Linked DNA regions of Sus scrofa: regions 1 and 3 are each linked to region 2. Evidence: chromatin contacts called from public Hi-C and targeted proximity ligation data. All regions are on one chromosome and are shown on one strand. The core of a region is the stretch at or near the end of the contact, and the rest is flanking DNA. Distances in the headings are between cores, read along the strand shown.

Region 1 (4,071 bases), core at 526-3,025, 210 kb after region 2:
CTTCAATGCCAGATGTTCTGGAGGCTCTTTCACCCAGTGCCAGGTCCCCAGGCATGGAGACTGACATGGGGTTCAGAATTCTCACTCTTATAGGTGAGTCTCTGTGATATAGTTACTTTCCAGTCTGTGGACTTCCCATCTGGTGGATATGGGGTTTCTTATATTGTGTAATTGCCCCTCCTACCTCTTGATGTGGCCTCCTCTTTGTCTTCTGGAGTAGGATATATTTTTGAAAGTTTTCAGTCCATCTGGTTCAAGGTTGTTCAGCATTTGGTTGTAATTTTGTTGTTTTTATGAGAGAAGGTGAGCTCCAGTCCTTCTATTCTGCTGCCTTAATCCTGTCTCCCTGTATAGTCATTCTAATTCCATTCTGGGAGGATTTTCAAAATAGCAAAATCACACAAGGATTCTATTAGCTTAATACAACTACTTTGACATTTATTATTCAATTGTTTATATACTTTGTCATAATTTTATTCATATTATACATACTTGTATTTTCTTTATGATTTCATTTAATATTTCTTAATAAATATTTTATATTTCCTTATAGGCTATTTGCAGTTATGGCTTTACAATGTTTCACTGTGTTGGTATCAAAATATTGGATCTATTTTTTTTCTTATAATTCATAATATAAAAATAAATCTTTACTTTTTTCGCTCTTCTTGATTTTCCCCTAAAATATATATTTCTTGTAGTGCAATCACTGAATTAAAGAAGAAGGGCATCTTTATGGATTTTGGTTCACATTTCCATATTGGTTTTTCAAAAATTTTATACCAGTTATTATTTTTTCATAGCTGCACCTGTAGCATATGGAAGTTTCCGGGCTAGTGGTCAAATTTGAGCTGCAGCTGCAGGCTTACACCATAGCAAGATCAATGTGGGATCTGAGCTGCATCTGTGGTCTATATCACAGCTTGCAACAATGTTGGATGCTTAACCCACTGAGCGAGGCCAGGGATCAAACCTGCATCTTCATGGAGACTAGTTGAGTTCTTAGCCTGCTGATCCACGATGCGAATTCCTATACCAAAATTTAAAACCCTCTCAATGACTGATGATCATTTTGCTGAAATTATTTTTAGCACCAAATCATGCTTTCAGAGCTCTGTCCTAAAGCAAAGTCTGTCTAGAAGTAGTGTTCTTTAAACCAATTTTGCTGTAGATATGTTTCTGAGAGTCTGATTAAAGCTATGGATCTTTTCCTCATTAAAGTGAATTCCTTCAGCTACAGGGCACGCACGCGCGCACACACACACACACCTCTACTCAAAATTTCAGGCACTTGATAGGAACCCCTGAAGCCTATTCCATGGATTCTGGTTTAAGACCCCAATCTTTAGAGAAAGTATCTTTCAGAGTGATGAGTACCAAATTCCTTTGCTGTTGAGAAAATCAAACAGATGAAATGGAATCACTGAATCACTGAGGACATTGTAGTTTGGGACTTACGTTACTCTTTTCCCTAACTACCACGAATATGGTGCTAAAAGCTAGGGCCAGGGAGAGTGGTGAGAAGCTGATTTTTCCAAACTTTGCCCAATTCCTTTCCCTTGACTTTGCTCCATTGTCTTGAATTTATTGCCTAGAAACATGATCACTGTATAACTTTATCTAGTCAAAAAATGAGCAAAACAGGAAGCTTACATGGATATGGGGTGTGAGAAACTTGGAGAAAAATAATAGAAAGAGCATGTGGAACTAAGAGTGGCCTATTCTGAAGCACTGTACAATCTGACAAGATAAAAATGCATATTGAGGAACTGAAATTAGAACTCTTGGTAACCATGGGAACAGCACTGTTATGGCTCAATTGTTGGAAAAACAGCCCTGGGATTTCTGTGAAATGGAAATGATTGTTTAGATAATGATACATCTCCAGTGTGAGGACAGATAGTGAAGTTCCAGCATAATTGGAAGTAGTAGGCCGAAATATGAGGAATTTCTGAAATCCAGCTTCCCAGGATATTTCTCCTTGAAGTAAATACGATTAGAACTTATAGAAAATTCCAGCATTTGGCATTTTGCAATGTGACACTGAAATTTTATGGCTGTAATTTCACATATGTCCATAATTTTCCATATCCCTCCTCTTTGTATATTCTATATTTAGCAGTTTTTCAGTAGCTTGCTCCTGGAAAAAAGTCATGTGAGATTTCTATTATTCTTGCCTCCAGATCCCAGGGTTAATTTTAGCAAGAGAAGTTAGAAGTTAAATGCAGAGTAATCTTAAAAGAGGAAATTTATCTACATATAAGGAAGTACTTAGGTCTGTGCTATCTTTGCTGTGGAGAAACTTTATAATAATAAAATAATGAACATTTAATTTAAATATAACATGTTCCATCAAGAGCTATGTTTCTTGCTTGTAAACATAAACAGGGCTGCCAACTTGTTTTTATCGCTTTCAGAAGAGAATGTTAAACTGGGGCTCAGGAAGGTGAAGTGCTATCTTGAAGGTAATAAAATTGTGGTGAAGGGACCTCACTTGGACCACGTGGTGAATGGACCTCACTTCTCAGTCCCCCTGTCTTTTCATATCCAGACCTTGCGTGCTTCCTACTACTCCATGTTGTCGTTAAGCTCTTTATCTGCTAATTTTGCTACCAACAGGGACGGGTGTGTTGTTTCTGATTGTCTGCAAAACTACGAGTTCATATTGCTGTTCCTGATGACTGGTAAACCCTTCCTTGCAATCATTACAGCCCCCCTGATAGTTCGTGGCTCAGGTCAGATGCCACATCCTTGCATTAAATTTTCCTATATCTACCCAGTTGGACCTCCTTTCCTTCCTTGACCTTTCCACAACATTTAACTTTATATTTGGTATGTTCCTTTATAAGCTTCCCCTTTTATTGTATCCATATTTAGTTTGAAGGTGTCTTATATATGGTAAAAGTTCACACACTCATTCATCTTGGGTGGCTAGTTTTGTCAAATGACTGGATTGTATTGTTTTCTGTATGTCTTCAGGTGACCAGACAAAGGAGAAAATGAAAAATTGTAGAAATGTGAGTAATAATTTAAAAATATAAAGTTTTAGTCCTTTCCCTCCTTCTGAGAGAAGTTTCTATAGAGCAAACAGTTTCTGCAGAATGGCTCAAAGCTTACCTGGAAAGAAAGCTTTGGGAGAAGACTGATGAGAATTCCTTTTAGGGCGCAAAAAGGCATGTCACCTAGGCCTTCACACAACTTCATTAAGACGGAAATTTTATAACTTAAAAAGTGGGCTTGGAGCTCCCACTGTGGCACAGTGGGTTAAGAATCCAGCTCAGGTCTCTGTGGAGGCATGGATTCTATCCCTAGCCCAGTGCAGTGGCTTAAAGGATCTGGCATTGCCACTGCAGTAGCTCGGATTCAGTCCTTGGTCCGGCAACTTCCATATGCCAGGTATGGCCACTAAAATAAGGGGAGGGAGGGGCTTATTTTTAGTGGCTGTAAGACTTCAGAAAAAGTACAACTCTATCAATGTTAACTACAATTATTGTAAACCCCAGACATTTAATTTCTTCAAAAGAATTCCTAGACATGTTCACTGCCAGATGTGTTATTTCCCCCTCTATATCTGGAATATTGCTCTGTGGAACTGGCCTAACTTCCTGTAAACCCTATATTTAAAAACGAATTTAAAAGTAAATAAATAAATACTAATTAAGAATCATATGCAACACGGATTCGTTTTCCTTCAATGATCACTGAATACTGAATAGCACTTCTAAAAACGCTAGTTCCAAGAAAGGATGAAAAGAATAATAATAATGATTCTTATAATACAGCTTCAATTTAGATCACAGTCTTCATCTGGAAACTGAAAAAAACCAAAACCGAAACCAAACCAAAACCAAAAACAAACCCCCAAACAAAAAGCAAATACGAAACTCGAAACTCTCAAGCAACGTGCACACACTCATGTCTGTGATGATGGTATTATTAGCACATGTGTAGGGCATATAACTTAGATGAAGTGTTGTTCTTACTATTTAGTGTTATTCTGGTAGGAATCTCCTACGTATTTACATGGTTGGTATCATTCAGTAATCAACGTGGCTGCCTAATTTAATGATG
Region 2 (4,304 bases), core at 1,620-4,119:
TTCCATCGGCTGCATTTTCTTTTGGGTCAGATTTCAAGCATGTTTCTATTAGAAATAAAGACTCTGAGATTCTTCTCATAGTAAGGTAGATTTCACAGCAAAAGCAGTAGGCGTCATAAGGCTCTCATCTAAAATTTCTAAATTTATTCAGCAAAAAGTGCATACATAGAAAAAAATGGGCAGAAATACAGTATATAATGTAATTAGGAATATCAGCAGTTCAGAAGTAGAATTTAGTTAATCCATGTGACATAAAGTGATACAAAATTAATAAGGCAGATTTAACATATGTGCAAAAAAACTACATGGACACATAAGCAAGCTTGCTTTTCGCCCAAGGCTATTTTTGATAAAAATTAACCATGTTCTGTACTACACAATATAAGTCACAACTCTACAATCCACATGTCCAGAGAGTAAATCATACAATTAGAAATAAAAAATAACCACATAGAAAAAATGAAAAAGAAATAATAAAATAAAATTAAAAAAAAAAATGAAAAAGATAAACTCCGCTAAATAATATTTGGGCTAGAGAGGAAACCCAAAGTGTGATGAAGAGTATTTTTAAATCAAATGGAAATACTATATGTCAAATTTCACAGACTACTCCCCAAACATAAAAGTATAAATGAAGCATCTCCCTAAAAATGTAACGAGTGATCATAATAAGCAAAAGAAAAATACAACGTTACATAAGGAAATGTGAAAAATAGTTTGCTCTTTTAACATTTTAAAATCATTAACCAAAAGAAAAAAAAAAAAAACACCCTTACTTTACTTCAAAAGGAATTAGTAAAAAATATGGCTAACTTAGAAATTGGCCATTCAGGTTATCATTGGATATTTTTAAAGTAGATGTCAACCAGAAATCAGGATGTAAAAATTTGAGAAGTCTAATAGAAATGTGACTTATGTTATTGTTTATTTCAAGATTTTGTAGCGACTCTTGAATAGCAGCTCAATATGTATTTTTTATGTAGCTTTGTGTTGACAGGAGATAGATAAGTCCGGCTGGAGGTATGGGAAATGCTTCCCTTTCATCTCATTCTTTGAACAGCAGCTTCTAAGATCTATCACTAAGAAAACTAGTCATCTGTCTGTTCTTCTACCTCTGTTCATTTCAGTGACTCAAAACCAGAATCTCGCAGGGTGAGAACAGCACCCATCCATTTAAAAATATGTAATTGCAAAATGATTTTGTGTTAGCAAGATATTACATGGAAAAACTTTTGAAAAGAGACAAAAATTGGCATGTATCACATTCCGATGAGACATTTCTCTGCCTTGCTCGAGAAACCACTACTGTTTGTCCAAGATATTCCCGGAGTGGGGGTCGGGTGAGGGAGAAGAGAGGATGATACGTCTGGGTGGGATGAGGACTTGTGACGCTCGTGCTGGTGAGACCCGGGGACCCTTCCAAGACTGGGGCAAAGGGCTTCCCGTTGAGTTGACTTCAGGATTCTTTGGCATCTCCTAATTCAAATGAAACACGATAGCTACCTTTGGCTGTTTCCTCTGCTTAATCCCCCAAGGAAATCCCTTTGCTTTTCAGAGATAAAAAGTGAGTAGAACAAAGAGAAAGTCAGGGTAAGCACAGGGGCCTTTTGCTATAGAATTTCACTGAAGCCTTTCCAAGCCCTGAGGATAGAACCCAAGGGCTATCCTGTTATTCCTACACCTGGATTGAATATCAAGGTCTGTGAGAAGATGAATCATTTAGAAACCTGGTGTCCTCGTAGGGCGCTGTTGCTTTAAAAAAAAAAAAAAAAAAACCTCTAATAACTGTGTCAAAGGCAAAAAAAAATCACATAAAAAGTTCAACGTTGTTACATCCTCTTTCTGTACCGGTTTCAGGCAGCGAGAGTCAGAACTGCTGAGAGTGCGAAGACCTGCAGCGCCTGGTGTCGTGGGTCGTTCTCTCTCTGAAGGGGAGACATGAAAGGGGCAACATTTAGGCTGAGAAGAGAACAAACGGCTGGAGGTGGCAATTCGAGCGCAAGGGAACACCCGTCGAAGACGCTCGTGATTTTCATTTTCGTTTTGTCCTTAAACTGAACGATGGAGGCAAAAGACACAGGACTTGATTTCGAACCGTAACGATCAGCGATCGGGGGAAACACACATGAAAGAGAAAAAAATTGGCATGTTTCACATTCCGATGAGACACTTCGGGACCTCACAGGATCCGATTCAGTTGTTTCCCATAGAGCACGTGCTTAACTCAGGAGCGCAGGTCAAAGCTCAGGTCACACCCGAGGGTGTTTCAGAATCCGCAGGGGGAAGTAATGATGGCCTCGGTGTAAAAAACTAGAGATGCTAAAAAGCCTAGATTGTATGTATTCACCATTAATATAAGTATTTGATGTTTTAGACGGCTTGTACTATTCCAGCTGCTGCATGACCAAAAGGTCCTATAAGCAGCTTTTCCTACTCCCACCTCCCGTCTCACCCCATACATCCCTTTTCCAGTGTTGCTCAAGCTGGCTGCTGGTTTAGCCAGAGCTGCAGACTGACATTGAGCAGATGTGTTTTGTCTGGCCTCTAGAGTATTTTGCTTTTCAAATTAGGTGTCCCTGTTTTAAAAGCTAATAATTTCACATGAAAATCCAGATTTCTGGCTGCCGTTGAAAAACGAAGCACGGGTACACATTCTGTGTTGTATCTTACATTATTGCATATCAGGCACCCAGTTTCACACGGTGGTAACTTCCAGTTCACTCTTCTGCTTGTCTTTGCGGTCTAGACCCACTGTGTTGAGTCAGTATCTGAACAGCATGGCTTGCGTGTCTCAAAGACACGGCTCTTGTGATCACGAAGCCTTGGAAGTGGTGGAACTCAGGAAACACATTTCTCGATTTTGAGGAAGCAGAAATACAGTGATGGATTCGTGCCAGGACCCGGGCTCCAAGCACCGTCTCTTTACACCAAAGCCAGCCCCCTTCCTGCTGCTCCATGCTACCTCCTTGGTTTATGTTTTATTTCGAAATAATAGATTTCAAAAACCATAGAGCTTTAAACTAATCATGTTAAGTCAAAAAAAGTCCCACAGTACAATATGATTATAAGTGTTAAAAGGGTGCTGAGCAGCCGCATTGGGGGAATTTTTTTTTTTTTCCTCTTTCCAAACTTTCTTCATGATTATCTATTAACTTTTACAAGGAAATAAAACTCTTATTTTTCAACGTTCCGGGGACACTGAAGCAGCCGCTTTGCCTGGTCACGACCGTCCCACCTCCCGTTGCCAGAAACTCACTTCCTTGTTTCCCTCGTAGCTCAGCTGGCCTTGTGCCTCCACCCCGACTAATGAGACGGAAAGGGAAGTCGGCTGGTGGCTCCACGTTTTCAGAACTTTCAGTCTTCAACAGTTATGTGAAAATGCCAAGCAGAACTGTGGAGGAAGAATTACAGATGCTAACCTTGAGTGGAAAAAAACAAAAACAAAAGCATACATCTTTTATGCAGCTTTAGATAACTGCAGCCAACACTACCCTAGGGTTTATGCAACTGGTAGGTTTTCTATTACTTGCAGCCAAAAGAGCAGTACACATAAGGATATTTACATTTTCCTTCAGCTGCTTATTTTCCAAATACTAGCTAAGGAAATTGAAATAAGAGCCAATACGTTTGATTATCTCACCCGATGGAGTGGAGCGGTCAGGCGGCCAACAGAAGACCTCAACACAAAAGCCTACAGATGGTCCCTCATTTTAGTTCATTTTTCACAAGTTTGGTTCTAACATTCCTTGGGAGCCAGGGGACTGATTAGGTAGAGAGCTCTTTATTCTGGTCATTTTTACAAAGGAAACAAGCTACGTGTTTGATTTCCTAAAAACATTCTACTTATGCTGAAGATGCGGAATACACACTCAGGATGCACTGTATTTGTGAAGCTGGCTGTTAGGGGCGAGGAGGTACGACTATGAACTTTAGAAAGACGATGGGGGGGGGAGCCAGGGGGAGCAAGGCAGAGACACTGCAGCAACTGGGGGCCCTTTCAGAAAGGGAATTTAAGTGTTGGCAGAAGGTTAGCCTGAAGAAGCCTTGTAAAACCTGAGAGCTCTTAGATTCTTGTGGGCTCAAGGATGAGAGATGTATTTGTTTCAGGTAATGCAGGGCGTATGTGAAAATAAAGGAAGTGAGCAGCTCAATGACGATTCCAGGTGGAGGTTAGCTTAGAAGAGGTTACTCATCACTTGGCGAGGACGCTGTAGTTTGGAAGAGAGGAGGGGAGGTTCAGGACCCTCTCCTACGCTAAGGCTCTGAGATCCCACGGCCTCTACCTGCTGAGCTGTTCCAGGCAG
Region 3 (4,430 bases), core at 462-2,961, 140 kb after region 2:
GCAGAGGGCTTCACGTGCTCCCCTTGGGCATGTGGATTATGTGTGGCAGCCATTAAGTGCTTGTGCGTAATGCTGCTGCCGAGAATAATCAGTCCACTAAGAACACATCAGAGGAAGAGAATGAAGTGGGGGTGGCCGAGGCAGATACAAGAGTTAAGGTGGGGTTGCAATAGACGGATGAGGAATGATGTGGGCCTTGGTGGGGTGAGGCTAGGAGGAGAAGTGAGGACCGAAAGTAGGCAGTTTGAGGGCTCTCCACACAAGGGAGAAATGCAAAAATAAGGCGAATTCTATAGCACATGGTGCATAGGATGAATCTCAAACAGCTCCTCCCTTTCAGTTTTAGTCTTCAGAGGCCAGCTCCATCAGACTTCAGGTGATACAACTGAAAAGCTAAGCGATGCCTTCCACAGCCAGTGGGGAGAATGGTCCAGAATTACTGTCAGTTGGGGTATCACAGAATCAGACAAGGAGTTCCGCAGAAAATCAGACAATTCAGTAAACGAGTACACCACCCAGGATGGCCCCCAAGAAGGGAAATACGGCATGTCGTGATGTGTGTGATGTATGTACTCAGGATCTGCATAAGATACAGGATTCAAGATAAACCTTAGAAAGGATGTATTTCAGATACCATCAGACCAGGGACTTGACTTACCTATCAAGTGAGAACAATGAGTGACAGCTGAGTAAGTGCGTGCTTCCTGTGATTGCCAAGTTCGTTGGCATTTTGTCAGACTGTGGCTGCTGTGAAAAAAAGTCCCTTCTCCTGCATACTTGCCCTCTCTGGAGCCTGGGAGCCATGGGAATGAGGGTGAGAGTGAGTTTGAGTGAGTTCAAACTCACTCAAACAGGCCAGGATGACTGAGGGGTTTGGCACACATGCGTGTGTGCGTGCGTGCATGTGTGTGTGTGCTGGCTGAGGGGAGGGGTGATGGAAGGATATAGAACACAGCGGGCAAACTGCCAAGAAGAGGGGTGATCTTTGCAGGTGGCAGGGTCTCAGAGGCACAGGGACTCAAGGCACCCTTAGCTGAGGAGTCTCGAGGTTCAGGGACCGAAGGAATATGAAGTCAAGCCAGTGAACTCTCTGCCAGCGCTAAGTTCTAAAAATTCATCTCAGAGTTTTTTCAGTGTGTTTTAGCATGCTTAGCATTGACACTTGATTATTTTCCTAAGAAATCTGTCACTATCCTTCCAAGGGACAAAATGAATAAAGATAAAAATTATAGTGAATTAATAAAGATGAATTCTTAGGATCGTGTTAGGCATGCCAGTTTAAAGTCTGGTTACTTTCTTTGATTCTTAAATCTAATAACATCAATAACAGCAGCAGCAAAACTGGTGCTGGTGTTTTACATGTAGCACCATTCGTTTTCACAATAATGCTGTAAGGTAGGTATTATTTTAGAGATAAGGAATCTGCAGCCTGGGAGGCTGATAAAATGCCCACAGCTGCACTGCTAGTCAGTAGGGGAGCCAGCATTCAGAAGCAGGTCTGTCTGACTTGAAAGGTTTTTCTCCCTCTGCTCCCTCTTGCCGCCCACCTTCCACAGCAGGGAGTGAACAGGCTGGATCTACAGGTGCAGCTTAAAGCTTTGTTAGAGTTAGCAAAATGGTGTCTGCGGCCTGCTTGTCGGGGATCCTGGCCAGCAATTCAGCAGTGTTTTTCTGACCCTGGCTGGGCTGGCAAGTGATTGCTCTCAGGATTCTGACTGAAGCCAAGGGAGGCAACATTCGGTGCCTGAATCATACTGCTGGCTGGCCTTGACTTCAGAGGCCAGCGTTCCTGTGATTGTTCTCTTGGGCTTTAATTTATGCCCCTGCCACACTGCAGGCTCAGTGTCTAGGCCAGATAGCAAGGTGCTTATTGAGCAGTCGGAGTGTTACTGGCAGCCGCAGAAGCCTGCGTGGTGAAGGGCACCTGAGGGTGTGTGGGCTGGGCTCCTTTCTTTTGGGAGCCCTCCCTGAGTGGACCGCTGGTGCCCATTTCATGTTGGTCGCACATGATGTGATGTCCCTGAGAGATGATGAGAGGGTGCTGAGCTGAGGTGATACCAATTGGCATAACGTTAAACAACTGGATTATATGGGATTGTTTTCTTGGCTCAAAAAATAATCTTGGGTTATAAAGCCATTCAGTACGTAGTCTGGGGGCACCAACTATATTTTAAGCACTATTCTAGGTCCTCAAAATAGAGCATTGATTAAAACAGACAAAAATGATTGCCCTCATTGAGTCTGTATTCTAACAGATAAAGGTTACTCTCCTAGGGTCGTGTACTTAAATCAATTTGGTTGGTTTCCTGAGTATTGAATAACTGAAAAGCAGCAGGTTTTGGAGATGAAGAAACTACTTCACAGTTCTGTACTGAGGGTAAGACAGGAAGCTTACAGTCATAGTATGGGAGCAGAATATGACACATTCCAAGATGTAGATATTAAAACAGTGAAGTGGACATTCAAAGAACCCACATCTGAACATCAGAATTGGTCGGTCTCATGGAGGGCATGCAGTTGTGTTGTTTCTTAAAGAATAGGTAGAATTTGCCTGGTGGAGATTAATGGGAAAGTCATAGCCAGTGGAAAGGTAAGCGCAGTGAAAGTTTTGGGTGTGTTTAAGGATGATTGAAAGGCTGAGTGTGGGAGATAAAAGCTAGGAAAGCAGCTTGGGCGGTGCTGTGGAGGGCAAATAAGTAGCTGGGTCTTGTTTTTGTAGAGAAAGGGAAATCATTCCAAGTGTATGAGTATGGAAAAGACCTGATCAGAACACGTTTTTGGGGGAATAGAGGGAAGAAGCATTGACACTTTGAACAATTGTGCGTCAGGCACTTTAACTAATACGGTTTTCTGTACTCCTGAAATGAGCTATCATTTTATGGCGCAAATTGAGGATTAGAGGGTTTGGGGAAATCACTCAAGATCACACAACTAGAGAGAGATGAAACCAGGGCTTGAATACAAATCTATCTGGTTGTGAAATTTTTGTTCCCCAGTAACAGTGCTTGCGATGGTCCACGTGAGACGAAACAAGAACTTGAATTAGGCTGGAGACGGTGAGAATAAAAGGAGTTGAACGTTAAGGAGGAAGGACTGGAATGATACCTTGGACACTGGTGTTAGAAAACCTCTCACTGGAACTTAAGACTGGATGGGAGTGAAAGATAAAAGGGGGGAAGGAGTCAATGATAATAGAGGTTCTCACCTTGTAGAACAGTGGTAGCATTAACGCATGCTGGGGAGCCAAGTGGAAAAACTGGTTTTGTAGAGGAAGCGAGTGAGTTTGGTTTTGAAGATGTTTGCTTTGTGGTACTGGAGGGACATCCAGATATCCGGCGGGAAGATTACCATGCAGGTCTGAGCAATTGGCTGAAGAACTGGGAGCAATCCAAGCAGAAGTGATTGTCCGATTAGATGATATCATTGGGGGAAGAGATGAAAGGGTCGACTAAGGTTAGAAACTGGGTATTAGAGTGAAAAGAGTCAACAAAGGACTCAATTCTGATATTTGAAAATATGCACAGCAACACAGGTGTTTGATTAACACCGATATCCAAGAGTGCTGAGGATGTGAATTCACAGTGACTGCCATGTTCCTTTATTTGTTTGTTTGGGTGACTTCTCTGTCATTTTCATTAGTGACCTGGAATGGCTTCTTGGTATCACAGTAGTGTTGTTGTGTGTTCATGCCTCAACTCTTCCTATATATGAAGCTCAGGGTGTTCCTAAAATGTGCACTATGACTCAAACATAGGCACTCCTGTTTGGGCATGTTTGAGCAATATCTTCTAGAGCCCTGTTTTTTTCCCCTCATCTTTCCCATTTAATTCCTGTAGGAGAACATCATGATGAATGGGGTCCTGAGTGAGACAGTACTTTGGAATAAGGCATGGCCAAGGCTTCAGCCCCACGATACTCTGGGAGCTTGCATCTGTCTTTCTCTTTACAGTAAAGAGCTAGAAATCCAGTTCCATCCATGTTTGAGAGCTTAAAGGTAAATTCAAGCAAGTATCACGACAAACAGGAAATGAGGCGCAAAACTAGAAATAATCCTCATCAATGGTAAGTAAATCTTTCCCTCACATGTGGAAAAAGTTGGTTGTGAAGAAGCATGGTGTCCCTTCAAAGCATCAATAATGTTGAATTTATGAAGTGCTGGTTTATAATGTTTCATTTGCCTCAATTCTGCTTGTATTTTTCCTTCTACACTCTTGTGTTCTCTCCTCAGTTCACTAGTTTCTGGGCTTTGTATTGTTCCTGCTCAATGACCAGAGCCCAGAGTGGAGCCTGTCTGAGAGTGACTGACCGTTCAGTACACAGGGGTTGAGTCTATCAGGTCATTAGTCTACTCGCTCAATTTATCCATTCATGCTCTCACTGGATATCCATCAAGCATGCATTGTATTCCAAATTCTGTGCTAGTTGGTAGG

What was found. A called contact is a pair of places that touch in the nucleus more often than the background predicts.
Region 1: a contact with region 2 is called in a targeted proximity ligation map of alveolar macrophages. A contact is called at or near these places in 1 of 47 Hi-C or Micro-C datasets (epiblast stem cells) and 1 of 2 datasets of targeted methods (alveolar macrophages).
Region 3: a contact with region 2 is called in a Hi-C map of liver, with 4 times the contacts expected there.

Annotation. Positions count from the first base shown.
Region 1 is chr5:93,466,431-93,470,501 of Sscrofa11.1, forward strand. No RefSeq gene overlaps it. Among named protein-coding and RNA genes, the nearest start is that of DUSP6, 170 kb to the left of the region's middle.
Region 2 is chr5:93,251,917-93,256,220 of Sscrofa11.1, forward strand. LOC110260801 (a long non-coding RNA gene) reads right to left here. Exons shown (of 2, transcript XR_002344271.1): 2 at 117-3,391. Among named protein-coding and RNA genes, the nearest start is that of DUSP6, 49 kb to the right of the region's middle.
Region 3 is chr5:93,398,005-93,402,434 of Sscrofa11.1, forward strand. No RefSeq gene overlaps it. Among named protein-coding and RNA genes, the nearest start is that of DUSP6, 97 kb to the left of the region's middle.